Regions from separate parts of the Zea mays genome. Here region 1 is linked to region 2. A link is a contact called in public Hi-C data. All regions are on one chromosome and are shown on one strand. The core of a region is the stretch at or near the end of the contact, and the rest is flanking DNA. Distances in the headings are between cores, read along the strand shown.

Region 1 (3,935 bases), core at 688-3,187, 130 kb after region 2:
TGCTAGCACCGTCGTGCTCGTTGGACCTGTACTCCAGGTTGTAGGAGCTTCGGAGCAGCGCCCTGAAGCGGTGGCACGTGCGGTGCCCCGCGCCGAGCACCTGTCCTACGGCACGCGCTGGGACGGGCGGCGCCGGGCAGGAGGCGGCCTCGGCCTCTCCGTACGCGTAGCCATCCTCGGCGTAGGCGACGAGGGCGATGGGACGGAAGTCGGCGCCCGCGACGCTGCCCGTGACGAAGGGCCGGGAGAGGTTGGACGGGTGCGGCAGGCGGAGGCGGAGCACGACGTCGGAGAGGACGACGACACCGAAGCCGTCTTCCTCGGCGTAGGAGCCGGAGCCGACCATGCAGAGTTCCGCGGTGGAAGCGGCGGCGGTGGAGGAGGAGGAGGAGGAGGAGGAGTAGTAGTAGCCGTCGAGGTCGAAAGACACGGAGTGGGGGCGGGCGCCGTCGCGGTCGCGGTCGCGGGTCCCCGCGAGGGTGAGCGTGGCGGAGAGGTGGGTAGCGGCGGGGTCGGAGGTGGCCCTGGCCGAGCCGCCGCGCGGGTAGAAGGTCAGAGCGCGGGTGTAGGGACGGTCGCGGGCGAAGCGGAGGTCGCGGCCGCCGGAGAAGTGGCCGGCGGTGATCGAAGGGAGAGACCGGTAGGCGCCGTGGGCCGGCGGTGATGGAAGGTCAGAGCGCGAGTGCTTGGCGATGGGGAGGTCGCGCGGGGGAGCGGAGCCGCAGAGCGTGGAGAAGGACGCGGCCTTGGCGGACGGAAGCAGCAGCAGGAGACGGAGGAGGGAGAGGAGAAGGAATTGATGGGCGGAGGAGGCGTCGGTCCTCTGAGGCCGCGCCATTGCTGGCAAGCAGAGGCAGCAAGACGGTGTGCTCTTAGAAATGCTGCGCGTGTGCCGGTTTTTAGCGAGCAGCGTTGAATTGATGGAGAGATTTTGATATTTGCCATGAGCAAGAAACAGGTTTGTAAAATTGTCATCAGGCCCACATTTCATATATCCAGCTGGACCCATAATTTATAGACACAGTGGTAATTATAACAGGAAGACAACATTGTGAGTGGCAAAAATCTAATTATCTAGAATTGATGCGGTCGTTTTTAGAAGGCGGGGCGGGAGGGAGACAATACCAAGGTTCGCGCGCGACGAGTCAATAGTCATCGACCGACTTGGTGGATACAGATCGTATCATGCAATGGATAGAACCTCCTGCTTCCTGCGTCGGGAGACCAAGACCTCAGTTACAAACAAGTTCAGTAAAACGTCAGTTTGTGCACGACCGGGCGGGTTAACTTTTGCAGAGTTTAATCGATAATGCTCCACTTCACAACGAAGATGCGCGACTGAAGTCGTCGGGAAAAAAAATGACATGCTCAGCATGGGCTGGGACTCAACTGTTGACAGGCTGAGAGTGCGCAATTGCTCTACATGTCTAAATAGTCCGTGCCTGTCGGACGGTACATGGCACACCACGCTTTTAGCCCGTCACAAACACAGCACGATCGTGATTAATTTTTGTAATTTTTCAGCGCATTTTTTATAAATATTAAAAGAAACTTTAATAGTTTACTTATAAAATAAATTTAGTTTAGTGGGCTAGAATGGTGTGGCTAGGCAATTTAAAGCCTCCAACCAGAGTTCAAATCCTTTCAAAGCTTGTTTTTAGTTTTTTTACTTATTTTTCTTCCCACTCCAGTTAAAGCACGGCGAGCCCTTGCCGACCGAAGGTGGACCCGTGCCGGGCTCAGCTCACCCATTTGGATAAGTATAGTCACCGCTATCCACCTCCCGTCTCCACGAAAAGACACCCGTTTGGACATGTATAATTTTTTTTTTGTTATTCTCCTTCCCACTTTGGTCAAAACACGATGGGTCTTAACGGGCTGCGGACCGGCCGGCACGACGTGGCTATATCCGTGCCTAACGGGCCAAAACGTGCTAGCCGAAGGTGGGCCCATGCTGGACCCGTCCCATCCGTTTGGACCTGCATAATCACCGCTATCCATCTCCAGTCTCCACGAAACAAGACACACGTTTCGAAAATCCAAAGGCACCTGGTGACGACCGACAAGTGGTTCCAGTTTTCTTCGGTCAGTATTTTATCTTTGAGACTTTGACCATGGGTGGGACAGCTAGAGCTAGCGCGGTAGAGGCGATGATAGCAGAAGCAGAGTAGCAAACCCAACGGTGAGGACAGGCAACAAAGCGAATCCAGGAGGAAGACATTCACAGACCACAAAGACCTTAGTTCGATTATTCTTGTACTATGTGAATTGGATGAGATTGGAAAAAATTATTATAGATTTTGATTTATTTGGGATTTGAAACCCACTCAATCTCACTCAATCCAAATGGATTAAGAGCAAAACGAACCAGACTTAGAATCCCAGATGGATGGATGGATGGATGGATGGCAGCAGCCAGCAGCAATCACGGCATCGACTGAAGAAAAACAAATTTCAGTCACCTGAGGGGACGGATGCTTATCACCCGAACTAACAGTTTCTGAGGGTTTTCTGATTGCAAACAACCAGTATGTAGAAAAGAAACACACAACGGCGCGGATGGCTCAATAGCGAGCGAGCTAGCTCCACCGGCAACATCCATCCTTGCCGGCTCTACACCAACACCACTGTTGCTCCGCCTCCGCCACCATCCGGCCGGCGCACCCGCCCCCATCTTTTGGCTGCTGCTGAGGACACAACGACCTACATGGCAGGCATAAGGTGACAAGGCTGGCGCCTGGCTGAGATTACCAAGAAGGGAACGAGGCAATGACGCAGGCGCGTTTGGATTCAGCCCGCGGACGCCTTGCCAAACTGGCCGGCCGGCTAAAATTCAGCCCCCGCGCGCGCTCCGATTCGGCCGCAGAGATGAAACGAAAATGAACTGCCGAGTTGGCGGCACTGGATGGAGCATGCATGCAAGCCGAATAGTAGCAGCAAACCAAACGCAGCCCTTTTCCAGCGTCAACGCTCCACGGCTGAAGTTTTGGCAGAGAGCACACCGGCTTCCAACAAAATCGCGCCAGCCTGACAGAGAGCATTATCCGGCTCCGATGTAAATGGCAGGAACAATGCAGACAATCATAAAACCGGCCGGCATGTTTGTACCTTATCGACTGACGACTGTACTGCTGGTCGCGTTATCAATCACCGTCACTCCTTACCTACCATATTGATCTAGTATACAGTCATTACTATTGAGCTAAAGCAGTGACGAATCTAGCTTAAAAAATACTGGGGCATTGAAATTAACTTCTCTATATGGTATAATATTTTTTTAAATTTAATATTGTTTTATTAAAGGATTCATAAATTTTATTGAGCTTAACTGACCCCGATAAAACCACCTAAATCCGCCCTTGAGCTATAGCATTAGCCTTTTTCTTTTTATAAACGGTTAGCTAAATTAAAATACGGTGTTAAATTAAAAATAAAAAATTTATCCGAGTACATAATTAAGCAAATGAAAATTATGTAAATTCACAAAAAAACAAATAAAATATCAAAACTGTAAAAAAATAAAAATAACATAGTTTATAAAAATATTTGATACACTTTCTCTTCTCGTCATCTTTCTCTTCCACATCTACTTTCTTATCTAACTTGATTTGCTTTAATTAACATTTTCAAGGCTAATTTATAAGCTCTTTTTTTGTGTCATCGTCTATGTCGGCAGTGGAGCAATCCAACAACTTATTGAATTACTTAAATAATTTCGATTGAGTCATTCCCTAGCTAGCCTTGAAGAGTGTGTTCAACATCCTCTTCTCCATGTCTGAAAACTCATTGCTACCCTCCCCTTATGTTGAGCTCTTACAATATTGCTATCAATAGAGCATACTGGGCACATAATGTCTGGTTGGAGCTATAGTTATCGTCTAAATTGAGGCATGATTTTTTGCTCCTATCACTGGAATCATAGTCATCATGCCTCA
Region 2 (4,161 bases), core at 314-2,813:
TAGGGCGGGCGGCAAAGCTGTGGCGCATTGAACGCGCGCCCTCGATGCCCACCCCGCGCTGCTTCGCCGTTGCCGGCGGCACGGCCTGCCTGGCTTTACAACCTCTCCCCCCCGAGATCTCCCGACTCACTCACCCACCAACCAACAAGGCAGCCACTAATTGCAGGCTGCTGCTGCGGGCAGCTGCTGTTGCCTCTTGCATCTCATCAATGCCAGGACCGAATTAACCACGCACGCCCCACACAGCCCCGCCCCCGCCCCCCCCCCCCCCCCCCCCCCCCCCCCCCCCCCCCCCCCAGATCGATGGGTCGACGGAGGACCGCCATTAACGCGCGCAGAGGTTTTATATAGCGCACTACAAGTAAAGCACGGGTTAATGCTCTCCACCACGCACGGGTTTATGTTACGAGGGGATGGATGGATGGATGGAACGGGAGGAGCGTGTGGTGGCGGGGACTCACCGGTAGTCGTAGGCGCAGGGGCTGCCGGGGGTGGGGCAGGCCGCGAGCGAGAAGGGCAGGGACGCCGTGCAGGTGTCGGAGGAGCACGAGATGGGCGCCCACGTCCGGGACCTGTCCGGCCGGAACACGCGCGCGTGGGAGGATGCCGCCGGCGCGAGCGAGGAGGAGGAGGACGAGGAGCCGTTCGACGCTGGGGCGCTGTAGCCCGGGGCTGGCGCGTCGTGGCGGCGGCGGCGGCACTTCACCCAGGTCAGGTCGCTGCCGGTGTCGGCCACGAGCAGGAACGGCCGCGCTGGCGTGCCCACGCGGAAGCGCACGAAGTACTGGCCGGTGCCCGTGTATGCGCCCGACGAGAGCGGCATCGCGAAGGCCTCGTCCGCCGGCGGCGTGGCCTTCGCCCTCGCCTTGGGCTTGGCACCGGCGGCCGCCTCCGTGGCGCGGCGGCGACGAGCGTGCGAGGAGATGAACGCCGTGCGCTCCTGGTCCATGCGCGCCACCTCGTCCCAGGGCGCCTGCTCCCGGTGGATGAGCTCGAACTTCGCCGAGGGCTTGCTGCCTGCTGCTGCGCCGGCGGCGGCCAGGAACGCGGCCGCCAGCAGCGTCAGCGTCGTCGCCAGACGGCGGCCCGCCATCCGCGGGGACGCCGCGTTTCGGCTTCCTGACGGCGCAGCAAGCTGGCTTAAGCTGTTCCGCCAACACAACGCGGTGACGGGGGCGCCGGCGATCGGCGGCGATGGGCCACGCCGCGGGCGGCGCCAATGCGCGCGCTCCTTGAAGCTCTCCTCAGGCAAGACGAGCCGCCATTGCGAACGCCGCTGCTGCCTGCTGCGGTGGGTAATGGTGGGTGTTGATTGCGCTCGCGTTTCGGGCTGCGTGTGTGCGCGGCCTCGGAGTGCGTATTTATCTTGCGAGCGCGGAGGCGGTTTACTTGTTTATTTACTGGGATGGGAGTATAGTAGTATTCACGGGTGGCTTTAGGTTAGTTTAGGTGGCTCTGCTGCGCAAGGGCAGGGCGCAGCCTTGCGGAGCGCGCGGGCGGGCGGGCGGGCGGGCCAGCACCTGCCGCGCTTGGCGCTGTTGGCGTGGCTGCTTCTGTGGCTCGTGGCCAGTCTCGTGCTCTCATCTCATGGTCATGGACACGGGGTGGAGAGAGACAGAGAGATGGTGCTGGGCTGTGGGTGGGTGGTGACGCGCTGCGCTTCGTGCGGCGCCTTGTGCTTGTGCGCGCCCTGCTGGCCGCCGGTCGCGGCAGGTGCTCTCGCCGCGGGTCAAAGCGTCCCTCGCTGCGCCGGATTTCGGTTGGATTCCCTCGTCCCTCTCCGTTTACACGGACGCATACGCCGCGTCGCGTGTGTAGGCTAGGCCGTAGGGACCGCCGCCTGAAAGGCTCATCGCCTTTCCGCACAGGGCTCCAGTCCAGATCGCACAGGGCTTTGGTTGTTACCGTGAGTGAGGTAACCACGCAACAAAGCTGTACGTGCACACCGCGCGTGCGTTCTGATTTCTGACAATAGTGTTTTGGCTGTCGTCTGACTACGCACCAACCGGTGTAATGACAAGGAACAACAACAAATAAGCACGGCACATGTGTTGAGGATGTCTGCAGCAGTATATCCAAAGTTGATCTAAAAAATATTCTGCACTGTTCGTAGAGTGGAGTTTAAATACGGATATGAAATATGTAAGCTGCTGGAGATAGCTTAAGGTGTACTCCCTCTGGTGTCCTATTAGTTGTCGTTTTGGAAAAGCTTCAAATCAAACTTACAAAATGTTGACTACATATAACTATTTTATTATTTAGTTTTGAAATCTAATATTTATATGCAACGATGTATCTTAAAAAGTACTTTTTATATTAGTATAAATGCATTAGGGTTTGTTTGGGTAATCTTGAATTGGAGTGAATTGAGGTGGTATAAGGTGTATTGAAGTGTAATATGAACTAATTTCCCTTTCAATCCCTAAAATACACTTCAATCCATTTCAATCCCTCTTTATCCAAACAAAGCCTTAAGAGTTTATTTGTATTTTGTCAAAAAAAGACATTGGTCAAAATTATATTTTAGAGACCATGACATTGTTCTAAACGACAACTAATAGGACACCGGAGGAAAAAGAGTATATAATGCATATATGATGAAAATCCGATAAAACCATAGTTTTACAAATTTCTGTGGGTTTCATGGGTGAATGTGCGTCCACTGCCTTTTACCTAGCTTTGCCCTCTCCACGGAAGGCAGGGCCGACAGTACGAGCAACTGATTGGTTCGAACCACTATTGTTTCAGATCAAGCTGCTAAGTAACTTGTGACAGTAGATTATATGCGCAAAAAGAAATCGCAACCTCTAAGAACGTCGACAGATTTTAAAAGTAAATGTCAATTAATAATGCTCTATACATACAAAGGAATTCATGTGTTAGAGTCAATTGACGGTCGTGGTTGTGGCCCACGAGCTTAAGTTAAGTTCGTGGGTACCCACGTTCTCAATTTTCATAGCTCTGACGATTAGGGTCCTGACCCACGAACTTTCATTAAGTTCGTGGGTACCCACGTTCTTATACACCGACCCACGAATTTAACTCAAATAAGGTTGTCGTCATTGGGGTTTTTAATTTGACCCACGAATATTTATCTGTTTTTTCTGTATGCTAGCTGCATACGTTTATGTGACCTTGTCAACTAAAATTATGTAGTTGATCTCTACCTAGTCTTGCACCTTAGAATCTTAACTAGGTATGTGCCCGTCAGCCCGTGCGTTGCCATGAGGCAGGTGAGCGTGAGGGGCGATGCCTAGGCTACAAATATAATTATTCTTTATTTCTAAACACTAAGTTATATGTGGTATGGTGGATAACCCCAAATTTTTAGAGCAGAGGGATGTGTGCTCGCTTTGCTCTATTTTTTGAGGGCGCTGGGTGTGGAGGGAGTGAAGTTGTGGTAACACGGTGCCCACATTAAGTTCTTAATAGAGCAGTATATATTAAAATATTTATAAGATGTTTATGATAAATTGAGGAGTGTAGCCTTGGTTAGATCATTTATTTTTTTCTGCAATTGTTTGGCTAGTCGGGTGCGTTTAAGTTTGAGAAAAAAAAGATTGTTTATCCCTTCCTAGCCCTTCGTTAGATCCTATCATACTTTTACTATATCGTCTTGTAATAACGATCCATAATCCTTTGTTAAACTCGGTACATGTACTGGTGCTAGCGTATATGTTTTCTCACGGTGGCTTACCGGCAGGGCAGTGTCTTCGCCTCACCCTTGTTTGGATTGGTTGGATGCAATAAATCAGGCGCTTAACGCAGACGTAGGTTAGCACGCATTGCAATTTGAAGGGTATTCCTTGTGCTGCGTTAATTTTCCTATTTTCGTGATGATTGGAGAATCACGTGCTCATCGCAATATTCTATCGTTGGGAGACTCGTCATCACGTAAGGAAAATTACGAGCTTTGCTTATTAGGTTCTTCACTGAGGCTTTGTTTGGGTAAGGAGGGATTGGAGTGGATTGTAGTGTTTTAAAGGGATTGAGAGAAAAATTAGTTCATATTACACTTCAATACACCTCATACCAGCCTAATCCACTCCAATCCGAAATTACCCAAACATGCCCTGAGTGATCAGTCGTTAACGGGCGCAGGACGCGTGTCCTGGAATGCATGAAAGAAACAGACAAGGTAGTAACGCTTCCGGTGATGTG

The links. Hi-C and Micro-C count contacts between places; a contact is called where the count stands out from the background.
Region 1: a Hi-C map of leaf shows a contact between it and region 2, with 5 times the contacts expected there. The contact joins the enhancer-like site here to the promoter of LOC100273869 in region 2. A contact is called at or near these places in 3 of 25 Hi-C or Micro-C datasets (bundle sheath and leaf).

The regions. Positions count from the first base shown.
Region 1 is chr3:214,606,889-214,610,823 of Zm-B73-REFERENCE-NAM-5.0, forward strand. No RefSeq gene overlaps it. Among protein-coding and RNA genes, the nearest start is that of LOC100274602, 12 kb to the right of the region's middle. Within about 2 kb of position 1,938, at least 14 of the 20 cell types and tissues checked have an H3K27ac peak or open chromatin away from gene starts, as enhancers often do. A contact at or near this core is called in leaf, where this site is marked.
Region 2 is chr3:214,475,720-214,479,880 of Zm-B73-REFERENCE-NAM-5.0, forward strand. LOC100273869 (Eukaryotic aspartyl protease family protein) reads right to left here and starts at 1,564. Exons shown (of 2, transcript NM_001360478.1): 1 at 462-1,564. The coding sequence starts at 1,093.